2 separate regions of the Mus musculus genome follow, and region 1 is linked to region 2. The links are chromatin contacts, called in public HiChIP or PLAC-seq maps. All regions are on one chromosome and are shown on one strand. Each heading gives the region's core, a stretch centred on a gene start, on an enhancer-like site or on the middle of the called end of the contact. The rest is flanking DNA. Distances are from core to core; before and after follow the strand shown.

Region 1 (4,972 bases), core at 996-3,495, 380 kb before region 2:
TTACAAGGTTCAGATGAACTGAGTTACTCCATCCAGCCTCCATCTTCTCACCCTACTCCTTTCCTTCCAAGAGGCTGAGCCCTATGAAAGCACCATAGCTCTTCAAGTCCTTTCCTGATGGTGACCCTTTCAGTCAGCCACTGGGCCAATCCCACTTGTTCACACCCTGGACATCCACTGAGATGGCCCTGCTGTGTCCTCACAGGTCACGCTGTTGACTCCTCCCCCGCACTCCCCACCCTTCCCACCCCTCCCACTGCTCTTCTTCTGCTCCTTGGCCCCCACCCCCGCTCTTCTCCACCCTCTCCTTCTAGTCTCACTTCCTTCACAGGACCTTTCTAGCTCTCTGAGAGGCCACAGCTGCTGTGCCCGGCAACTTGGCACCACAGAGTTCAGGCTGCTCCTTGTTTCTCTTTTGTGTGACTCTGCTACCAGATTTCAGAGGGTTCCAGAGAACAAGAGCCATTTAGTCCTCTGACCTGAAGGATTCATCAGATTGCCGAGGTTTTGAGGTTATGTGGTTGTCTTCATTCTTTCTAACTCCACAGTGTATATGTGAATGTAAGAATGTGCACATGCATGCACATGTGTGTGTGCGCGTGCGCGCTATGGAAAACACCCACATCATTCTAAGCAGGACTTACTCACTTTGCTCCAGCTGATACTGTGAGTAGGACATGATTCTTTGATATAGATCTCTCTCTTCAATTATACAGTGGAGTGTCAATCCATCTTCTGTTGCTATAACAAAGTACCCAAAGCAGAATACTTAACAAAGAAAAGAGGTTTACTTAGGTCACAGCTTTAGTGGTTGAAGATCTGAGACTGATCGTTGACTTTGCCTATTCAGTAGCAGGTGAGGACTTCAGGGCTATCTGTGCTACTGTGGTAAGAGTGGAGATGAGAGCCAGAAAAGCCAGAGACTGGGAAGTAGCTTTCTACTTCTTTTTATAACACCTTTCTCTGGGGGAAATAAACGAATCTCATTTCCAAAAGCCATACCCTGATGACCTGACCAGCGTCCACTGGGCTCAGCCTCTTGGAGGTTCTACCATTTCCTGGTGTTGCCACTCTGAGGCCCACCTCCAATTCCTGAGCCACTGTGGTACAAACTCAGTCCATGTGTGAGCCATAACAGATGGTTAAGCAGGTTGTCGGGCCTCTACTATTAGAAAGAACATTCAGCCTTCTACCTGGCCCCAAATTAGGGCAAAGATAAGTATCACCAGAGGGAAAATAGTCCCAAACTGAGGACCTCTGGACTAGAGAACTCATAGTTGGGGGCCCAGCCTGATTCCTGTTCACTGGGTGGGGTCACTTTGATTCACTAAAGATGACACAGGGATGTGCAGCCCTGGAGCCCAAGCTCCAAGACTCTCCCTGGATGGTTCAGTTTCCAGGGTTGATAGGCATCCCATTATAGCCTCACAACAGCTGTTTTGAGGATTACTAGTTTGGGATTTCTACGTGTGTCCTTGCTGGAGCCAGCCTCAGGTGGTTGCAGTCCTTGGAATGCCTCTTTGATCCTTGGCTGTGAGAACAATGTCTTCATGGGTTCTCATTGAGTTTTCACTGCTGATGTTCCTGGGTGTAGCACTTGACGCAAGAGATGTTCAAGTCCTTTGTGTGGAGCTAGGCACCTGAGATGGGAGATGGGAGCATCTTTGATGAGGAGGCTATAATGGGATGCTGGCTGTAAGTTGGCTGAGGACCAAGGTTATGAGTAAACTCTCCCATTTGCCTATCTCATGGTCGTGATTTCAATGGCTCTCATTCTGAAAGCCATTTTTTTTGTCCATATTTGTTTGTTTACTGTGTGTGTATTGATGCCAAGGTTCTAGTGTGGAGGTCAGATAATATCTTGTGAGAGTTGGTTCTTTCCTTTTGCTATGTGAGTCCTGGGAAACAGAACTCAGGTTATGAGGTTTGACAGTAGAGACCTTTACCCATCAAACCATGCCACCAGCTCCCGTTGCAGATGATTTTCTGCCTTTTCCATTGTATACTTAAATTGCTGGTAGGGGATGTTCCTTACAGAGAGTGAACAAGGACCCTCCCTCAGCCTGGTCAGAGACAAATAGAGGGTCAGAGATAAGCAATCACACTCAGCAAAGGGTGGAATTCTGCCCTAGAGTTTCCTTTTGGTAATTTAGACAAAATAACAGAAGCAGGTACTCTGGTGAGCAGAGTCACTTCCTTAGTCTGTTTTACCCTAGCAAACAAGCTTTGAGAACAGAGGTCCTCAGGCAAAGGGAGGATGGGCTTATAAGCAGTTATCAGTTACTTTCGTATTTACAACCAGCGAGTCCTTGGAACAGATACATACATTTCAGCGGAGGCACAGTTACAAAATGTTCCCGAGACATCTTAAGCTGACAGATTTGAACTCTCTTGCCTGACATGAGTGGGCAGGGTGTGAGGGAAAGGACTCCGGTCAAAAGCCATGGGAGACTGAGCAAAACTCAGTATACCCTGCTGCCCTCCAAGTGTGATGTGTGCTGACCTGATTTGCTGCATAGGCAACGCCCTATCTGGGTGGTTTCCTTCTGTGGAAACCACAGTTGATCTTGCAGTCCCGTCAGCCCCAAGGCCAAGTCCTGAGGCCAACCTCTGGCTTGGAGGAGCAGAGAGTCAGTGCAGAACCTGCTTAGCAAGGACACTAGCACACTGGCATGTGTCCAAGCACCAGCAGCCAGTGGCGGGAGAAGACTGTAAGCCAGGTCACGTGCAGAGGGAATGGAGAAACCGCTGGGTTATGCAGAAGAGAGCCCTGAGCCCTGGGGCTCTCTCCAGACTTGCTCTTAGACAAAGACAAACTTCACTCAACGGTGACCCCTCCGTGCCACTGCCTGCAAACGGCTGGGAAGTGGGGTTAAAGGTGACATGAAGCTTGCAAGGAGTTAGTGGCTCTCTGAGTAGCTGGCTTTTGGAGATCTTGTAATACTGCTTAAAAAAGAAATGTGGCTCACATTGATTGAGCTCTGACTGTGGCTGGGTGTTGATCCTGCAGACAGTCCAGCCTTTCATGATTAATATCGGGTGGGTCTTTTTGGAATCTTTTGACAGAGAATAAAATCATCTTCATTGAGAACAAGGATGGCCATGTGGAATCGTGGCCAACTGGAACTGCAAATGAGGAAGCATGCTAAAACGTACTCCCAGGTGTCATGAGGGGTCAGGGGAGTGTTAGATTGCAGGTGGTGTTTTGTTCATCTGGAGTTCGGATGCCTTGGTTTTTTTGTTTTTTGTTTTTTTAAATGGCTGGGTGTTGTCTCAATTTCTAGGTTACTTAGAGGAAACAGGAAGTCTCAGAAATGGTTAGTAAGAGCTAGTGAATCACAGTTAGCTTGCTCTTCTGAGTGCCTGGGCTCAGATAGCACAGGTCTAAGGATCAGCTACAGATATAATGGGCCAGAGAGGGCCATCCTACTGCCCTTCAGTGGGAGCTGGAGATGCTGAGGCCCAGGAAGATGGAGTCTACTATTCAGTGTAGGCCGTCTGGATTACAGAAAGACAAGTGTAGGATACACACACTCAGGCAGGCAGACCCTAGCTAGGTTCCTCTCTTAGCCTTGTGCAGGGCACCAACTGAGACCTGGTGCTTGAGGCCAGGGCCAGTGAACGACAGGACTGAACTCTTGAGGTGGGATCTGAGACCCTGCCTCATGCTTTCTAAGCGTCACCACCTCCCAGGAAATTTCCATCCCTGAGAATACTCTCATCTGGAGGTTAGGGTACACCATAGGGTACACCTTGCACCAGACCCAGTTTAGTATCCTAATAACATTGTTTGAAAGATACCATTAGCACACTAGAGAAGTGCAGATATTCACCCAAGGTCACACTCAACTAAAAGGCAGAGCTACCGTCCTTCCGCGTCACCGGGCTTTCTTTGATGAGTTTAGGGCGACATATGTTAGAGAGATGGGAGGCTGAAGAGGGAGAGAGGAGAGAAAGGAGATGAGTTGGGAGGGGGTTGTCTGTGACGCAGAATAATCTATACAAAGCCTACAGCTGCTTCTCGCAGGGTGTGCACAGGGGCAAGCACATGTTATGCCCAGCTCAGGCACTGTGTGAGATTAGGTAACTTTACTAGCCTCTCTGTTCATCGCTTGGCATATGGACACTATTCTTTGTACTTGGAAGCAGTGCTCTGAGGATTATAAACACATAAGAGGAGAGAGCTTTGAACAATGTCTAGTCCAAGGCGAATGTCCAAAGAACATTGGTTCTGTCAGGATTACTGTCGGTCTGCACTCCCAGGTGAGGCCTGGTTACATACAGTTTCTCTCCAGGAACCCTAACAACCTGTGTAAAGTGTAATTTACTCCCTTGGTTCCCCAGATGCCTTTCATTGTGGTCAGAGCTGGCACAATGATGCCTACCTTAAGACACAGAGAGGAAGTCTGGCCTGCTGCTGGCAGCTGCCAAGGCAGGAAGGAGGCTCCTGGGAACAGACCCACTGTCTACAGGGCTCACTGCCCACATGTGAAAGGGCCCTGGGCACTCTCCTTCCTGCTTAAAAGGAGAGCAGAGCTGTGAGGGCATGGATTCTGCACCTCAGGAAGCCTCCACTCACCCCATATGCTGGGGATAACTGATGTTCTATAATGACCCGGGCTTCCGGAGGTTGGACTGCCTATTTCATCCTTGTCACTGCAGATGGGCCTGTTGCTCCTGTCATGCTGTGGAGGCCATCCTGCCTGATTCCCCTCCAGGCTGCCAATGACTGTACATCACTGAGCGCATGTTCCATCTATGGCCGGCACCTCTCTTGTCTCTGGCTCCCTGAGGCCAAACATTCTTCTCCCCATCCTGTTCACCAGCTCCCCATCCTGTTCACCTCTCCATCCTAGCAGCACCTCCCCTCACTTCAGGTGCTCGGTGCACAGATATTTCTTGGTAATTCTGACTAAACACATGAATTCTCAGCTTGCTGTTTTAACCACGCTAAGTCGCATAGTTCAGTAGC
Region 2 (5,225 bases), core at 370-2,869:
AAGATAGTAGATGAAGGCTGAATAATAAGGAATGCACTGAGCGTTCACAATTACACTAAAAAGACAAATAAGCCTGGGACAAATTTGTGATCAAGGAAAAACATTCATTATAGGTCAGATCCAAGGATGAAGCCACAGGTGTGCACTCTGATAAAGTGAGACCATGCGAATTTGTAGCTTTGAACTTATAATGAAACGCTGCTTTGAAGTTAATATCAGCATCCTTCTGTAACTCCCCTTTTATGTAATATTTTATCTATAAGGTAATGTTCTAAAGAACTTTTGTCTAAGAAGGCATAAGAGGGCCAGAGAGAAGGAATAAAGTGTGGCTCTGGGGCTCAATCCATCCATCCACCAAATGTGTGTGTGTCTATATATTTGCCATGTTTGCCATGGATATGTTTGTATGTATGTATGCATGCATGCAAGAACACTTGTGGAGCTGATGAGAAAAGTGGTCAGACCTGGCTTTTGTGTGTGTGTGTGTGTGTGTGTGTGTGTGTGTGTGTGTGTGTGTGTGTGTGCATATTGCCTGCATAGAATATTTTCTGTCTTTTCTTCTCTTTTCTTCCTAGTTCATGAAGAGTTAATGGGTCCAAGCTTCTTACCTGGCCACGGCAATACAGACAGGAACTCTAACAATTAATTTCTTACTTAGTTACCTGATGCTCCCAGCAGGAATAATTATCAAATGTCTGTCTGTCTGTCTGTCTAAACTTACACTTAAGAGTTAAAAGAGTGCAGAGTTTCATGCTGGGCATTCTTGCCAGGCCCAGATAATTAAGTTTTGTTCTGTCAGCAGTATTGACCCCATAAATCGCCCCCTCACAGTCTCCAGCACCCCCATCTGTTATCAGCATGACCCCAATCACCCCCCATTCCCCATTCTCTGCCCTTCCAGAGAGAACCAGTGCTGGGGCAGGCTCCTGGCAGGCAGTCTTCTCTGCTAGCTGAAATGACATGCCACTGTGAGACGTTCTCTGTGCTAGTTCAGAAGAGAAGCCCCACCTGTCTTTCACGTGAATCACAGATGGCACGGCCCCTTCTTTATCTCTTGCATGATGGGTCCATGGTGGTTGCATAATAACAAGGATGTCCTGCTTGGGTCAAACTGAAGAGTTTTGTTTTTTTTTTTAAGCTCTCATCCCCTGCCCCCTCCCCTGCTCTGTCTTCTTGCAAAAAGAAGGCCATGTGAGCAGAGCAAGCCAGACAGTGGCTACTGTCAGTAATCTAGGTTAGCCCCAAGGACAGGAGAAGGAGAAAGGCTACATGCTGGTGACATATCTGGGAATGGAGGGTAGGTGTTTCTCAATCCTAACCAGACCCACCTGACTGCCTTCTACCCTGACTGGTGTGTGTGGGATATCAATCTGCTGGTATGCCTTGATCTTCCTCTCTATCTTGGGCAATAGTATTACATACAAGGCTTGTAGCCCTTCAATGTTTGCCACTCTAGTCAGCAACCACAGGCCTTTACCTTTCCTCTATATCTCTAGTTACACCAATTACCCTATTTACAACCTATCTCCTTGAGTGACAACCTCTGACTAACTTGGTGAGATTTGTCCCTCAGGAGGAAGTCCTGTGCTCATACCAAACCTTGCAGAGTGGCTCAAGTGCTTATATCTGTTGGCCTAGCTTCCTCATTTGGCTCCCAGAAGCAGTGTCTGGCACACAGTAGGTTGTGAGGACTGCTAGCTCGCTTCCTTTCTTCCTGTTTTCTGGCCTAAGAATTGTCCCTTGTCTCCTCTCACCCCTAGCCCTACCCAACTTGTGTTGCCTCGGTAGGGACTTTAAAATGAGTGGTTCTGCATTGAGCCAGGTGGTGGCTACCTGCCACAGTTCCGGCTAGGCTGTTGGCTGGGGGTGGCTTCTCTGTTTTCAGAGCTGATCTGAGCCCACTGACTACCTAGGGACATAGAAATTGGCAGACGATCCCCAGCACTTTGGACAGTTGGTGGGGAAGCCAGACACCATGGACGCCGGATAGTACTCCAGCAACTCCAGCAACTCAAAGCAGCCTTTTCAAGAGAGAGGTGCAGACTCTCTTGTGTCCAGATCTTCTGCGAATGACTTGCTTCATCTGAACTACCAAGTACCCCTAAAGTACAACAGAGGTCTATGGGTTTAGGTGGTGAAGACCAGAAATCTTTGTTCTGAGCACCAACTACCTAGGATTCCACGCTGGCCCTGCTGAATTCCACATCCATTTTGGAGGGTAAATCGCTTAAGCTCCATGTGCTTTGATTTTCCCATCTTGATACATGGCTAGGACTATTTCTTCAGAACCCACCAGAGAGCTTTAAACAAAGGGTCACACCCAGAAAGTCTTCAGAAAAGTACCCATCGGGTCAGAAGCACGTAATACAATTTGGTGGCTATTTTCACTACTCTTGGTGGCATTGTCTTCAGGATCAGTGGGAGACAAGCAACCAAGGGATGTTTCCTTCCTATCTGTAAAGGACACAGAGGGTGTGGGCATTGATGACACAGAAGTGGACATGTAAGATGACATAGAAGAAAACACAAATTAAAACCCAAAATGACTAGAATGACTGGAGCTAGGAAGTAAGAAGTGACGTTGGAAAGAAGCATAGAATTTGTTCTGATCTTCCTAGGAAGGCGACTGAGAGGGGAACCATCCTTGCCATCCCTCAGTTCTGGGAAGTGTATTCCACAATAAAGAAGAGCACCCTTCTTTTGTGACCTTGAGGTCTGAGAGCGACTGTCCTAAGTATATAGATCACAAACATTTTCACAGATCTAAGATTTTTAGACCCAAACTCTGAGAGGATAAGTTTTGAGGAGATCTGAGGAAGGACCAGAGCGACAGACAGTAAATGAAGGAATGCACGTTCTGTCACTCAGGTGTGAACAAAGGGGATGACCAGGAGTGGGGAGGAAGGTCACCCTTAGATGTCTCCAGAGAACTACAGCCTGAAGACTGAGGGCCTCAGCAGTCAAACGGAATTCCAGCAAAAGCCAAAATGTCTCCCAGGGGTGATCCAACACCAGCCCATGGTAGGGAGCATCCCATTTTTGCAAACCTTCCTTTGGAAGGCAGTGCCATGGGAGGATGCTTACTGTACTGTCCAGGAGAACGGAGATACATTTTTCCTCTTGTCTCTGAGGGGAACATGTCTTCCACCCTTGAATGTGGATTCACATCTTTGACAAAAACAATTCACTACAGAAAGGTCCCCTTAGAGGCCAAGGAAAGGCTGTCTAAAGCTTCTTCTATATCACTTTAAAAATTATTATTCATAATGAAATACACCAAGGTCCACAGTACAGTTAGAGAAGCAGTCTCCAGTGAGACGTGATAGTGTTATCTGCTGCCCATCTTCTAATATGTTGCTTCTCCCATGAGTCCTAGCTGCAGGCAGCATCTCTGGCAGGTCTGCTACTATTTAAAACGTCCTGGACAAGTGTGACCCCAGGGCTCCCACAATCCTACCCTAGCTCTGCTGTACCCAGGCACATACTAACTGGCCTGGCATCACCTCCCTCACAGGCTTCCTCATGGGCAGAGCTATTCCTGACTCAGTATTATGTACCCAGTGCCTATGTGCTGCCAGGCCCATGGCAGAGAGAAATGCCATGTGCTTAGAAGCAGGTTTCGGGGGCTAGTTTAACCTCTAGCTGTCATTTACTAGGTGTGTGGCCTTGGCCAACCTATTACAAATTTTCAAGTATCAGTTTTCTTCTTTGTAAAACGGGATTGAAAGGAGTTCAAACACAAGGCACAAACACACACACACACACACACACACACACACACACACACACACACACACACACTTTGAGCTAAATGAGACAATGAAAACTAAACTTTCAGCATGGAATTTGTCTTATTTACTCCATTAGGAGTCAGCAAGCTATTTCTGCAGGAGTTGAGATAGTCAACATTTGTAGTTTTGTAGGCCCTGTGTTCTCTGTCTGAACTGCCATGGTAGCATGAAAGTCAAGGACAAAGTGTCAGTGAATGAACACAGAATGTTTCAATAAAACTTTATCCATCAAGCAGGTAGCCATGGTTTCTAGATGGCAGGCTTTGGTTCTCCAATGCGAAACAGGGATGAGCAGCCCTGAGGGTGAGGGAAGAAGCATCAGTGTTATAATGGCCATTTCAACAAAAGCGCCTGGAATCTTAGAGCTAGGTATGGTAGGTCTTGGTTCAAACCTTATCTAAGTAAATCCTGTGTGTTCTCCGAGCCTCAGTTTACTACAACATGGAATTCATGGTGACAAGTGAAGAGGCCTTTATCCCAAGAGGCTGGTTTGTGGTTTAGTAGAGGAGGCATGCTGCTAGGTATTTAGTGACATCTCAGAAGCATTGGTATGATGGCGACGGTGACATTTAAGTCAACTGAGCCACAGCTTACTCTTTCCTCAAAGCAACAGTATGGCTACTTCCGCAGAGCCAGAGTGTTGGATCCTAAGGGAGTCATCTCTTTCACTTGGCAGGGATGGGGTTGCGGGGAGACCCCTGACAATCCCATAACCATAAGCCAGCCTGCTCACCAGTGACTTAGAATTCCCAACTCCATCAGCATCAAAGCACATAGAGCAGAGAGATGACTGCAAGTCAGAAACAAGCCTCAGCATCTCCCCTCGCTGTCCTCAAGTGGATCTGAGCACGACAAGGTCAAAAGATCAGTCTTAGAGAATATGAATTTTTGTCAGGGCTGTGCAGAGCTGCTTGGGGAGAGCTTTGGAGCAGCCCCAGGAAGCCCCTTGATGCTGCATTGCTTTGTTTGATATTAGTGTCCTGGAAACAGAGCTGTCCGCATTGCACATTTTGTTGGAGGATGATTATTGCTGTCAGAGGTGAGGCTCACAGTGTCCCTTTCCTATCCCTTAGGGGTGCACAAAGGCTGCCTGGTGAATGTGTATACCCAGTGTTCAGACAGCAGTGTCCGTCAGTCTATCTGCCTTTATATATTCAAAAGTGATTTTGTTGGTGGTGGTTGGTTGGTTGTATTTTTTTTTAACACTTTCTTTGCCTTGAATATTTCAGACTAGGAAAATAGATTCTTAGAGTCCTAATTAATGCTAGCAAGCCTGCGCTCCGATCTTGTACTAACTGGTATTGCTTTTTTGCGTTTGTAGTCTCCCTTCACTAAGATCATGAGATTCTCACTTTTTTTCTAACATGGGCCCCAATATTAAACCCATAACTTTGTTTTTCCCTTTCTTCCTCCTTGCTATCGTCTTTTTTTTTT

Evidence for each region. HiChIP or PLAC-seq counts read pairs in DNA pulled down with a chosen protein or histone mark.
Region 1: an H3K27ac HiChIP or PLAC-seq map of microglia shows a contact between it and region 2, with 6 times the contacts expected there. The contact joins two enhancer-like sites. A contact is called at or near these places in 8 of 39 promoter capture datasets (HPC-7-derived erythroid cells, embryonic stem cells, maxillary cranial neural crest and 2 more) and 7 of 115 datasets of contacts at active chromatin or transcription factors (acute myeloid leukemia, double positive thymocytes, effector CD8 T cells and 4 more).

Annotation. Positions count from the first base shown.
Region 1 is chr11:34,769,089-34,774,060 of GRCm38.p6, reverse strand. The region is part of intron 1 of Dock2 (dedicator of cyto-kinesis 2); the gene reads left to right. Among named protein-coding and RNA genes, the nearest start is that of Dock2, 12 kb to the left of the region's middle. Within about 2 kb of position 2,245, at least 146 of the 459 cell types and tissues checked have an H3K27ac peak or open chromatin away from gene starts, as enhancers often do. A contact at or near this core is called in acute myeloid leukemia and microglia, where this site is marked.
Region 2 is chr11:34,386,090-34,391,314 of GRCm38.p6, reverse strand. All of the region lies in intron 27 of Dock2 (dedicator of cyto-kinesis 2), which reads left to right. All of the region lies in intron 1 of Insyn2b (inhibitory synaptic factor family member 2B), which reads right to left. Among named protein-coding and RNA genes, the nearest start is that of Insyn2b, 74 kb to the right of the region's middle. Within about 2 kb of position 1,619, at least 33 of the 459 cell types and tissues checked have an H3K27ac peak or open chromatin away from gene starts, as enhancers often do. A contact at or near this core is called in acute myeloid leukemia and microglia, where this site is marked.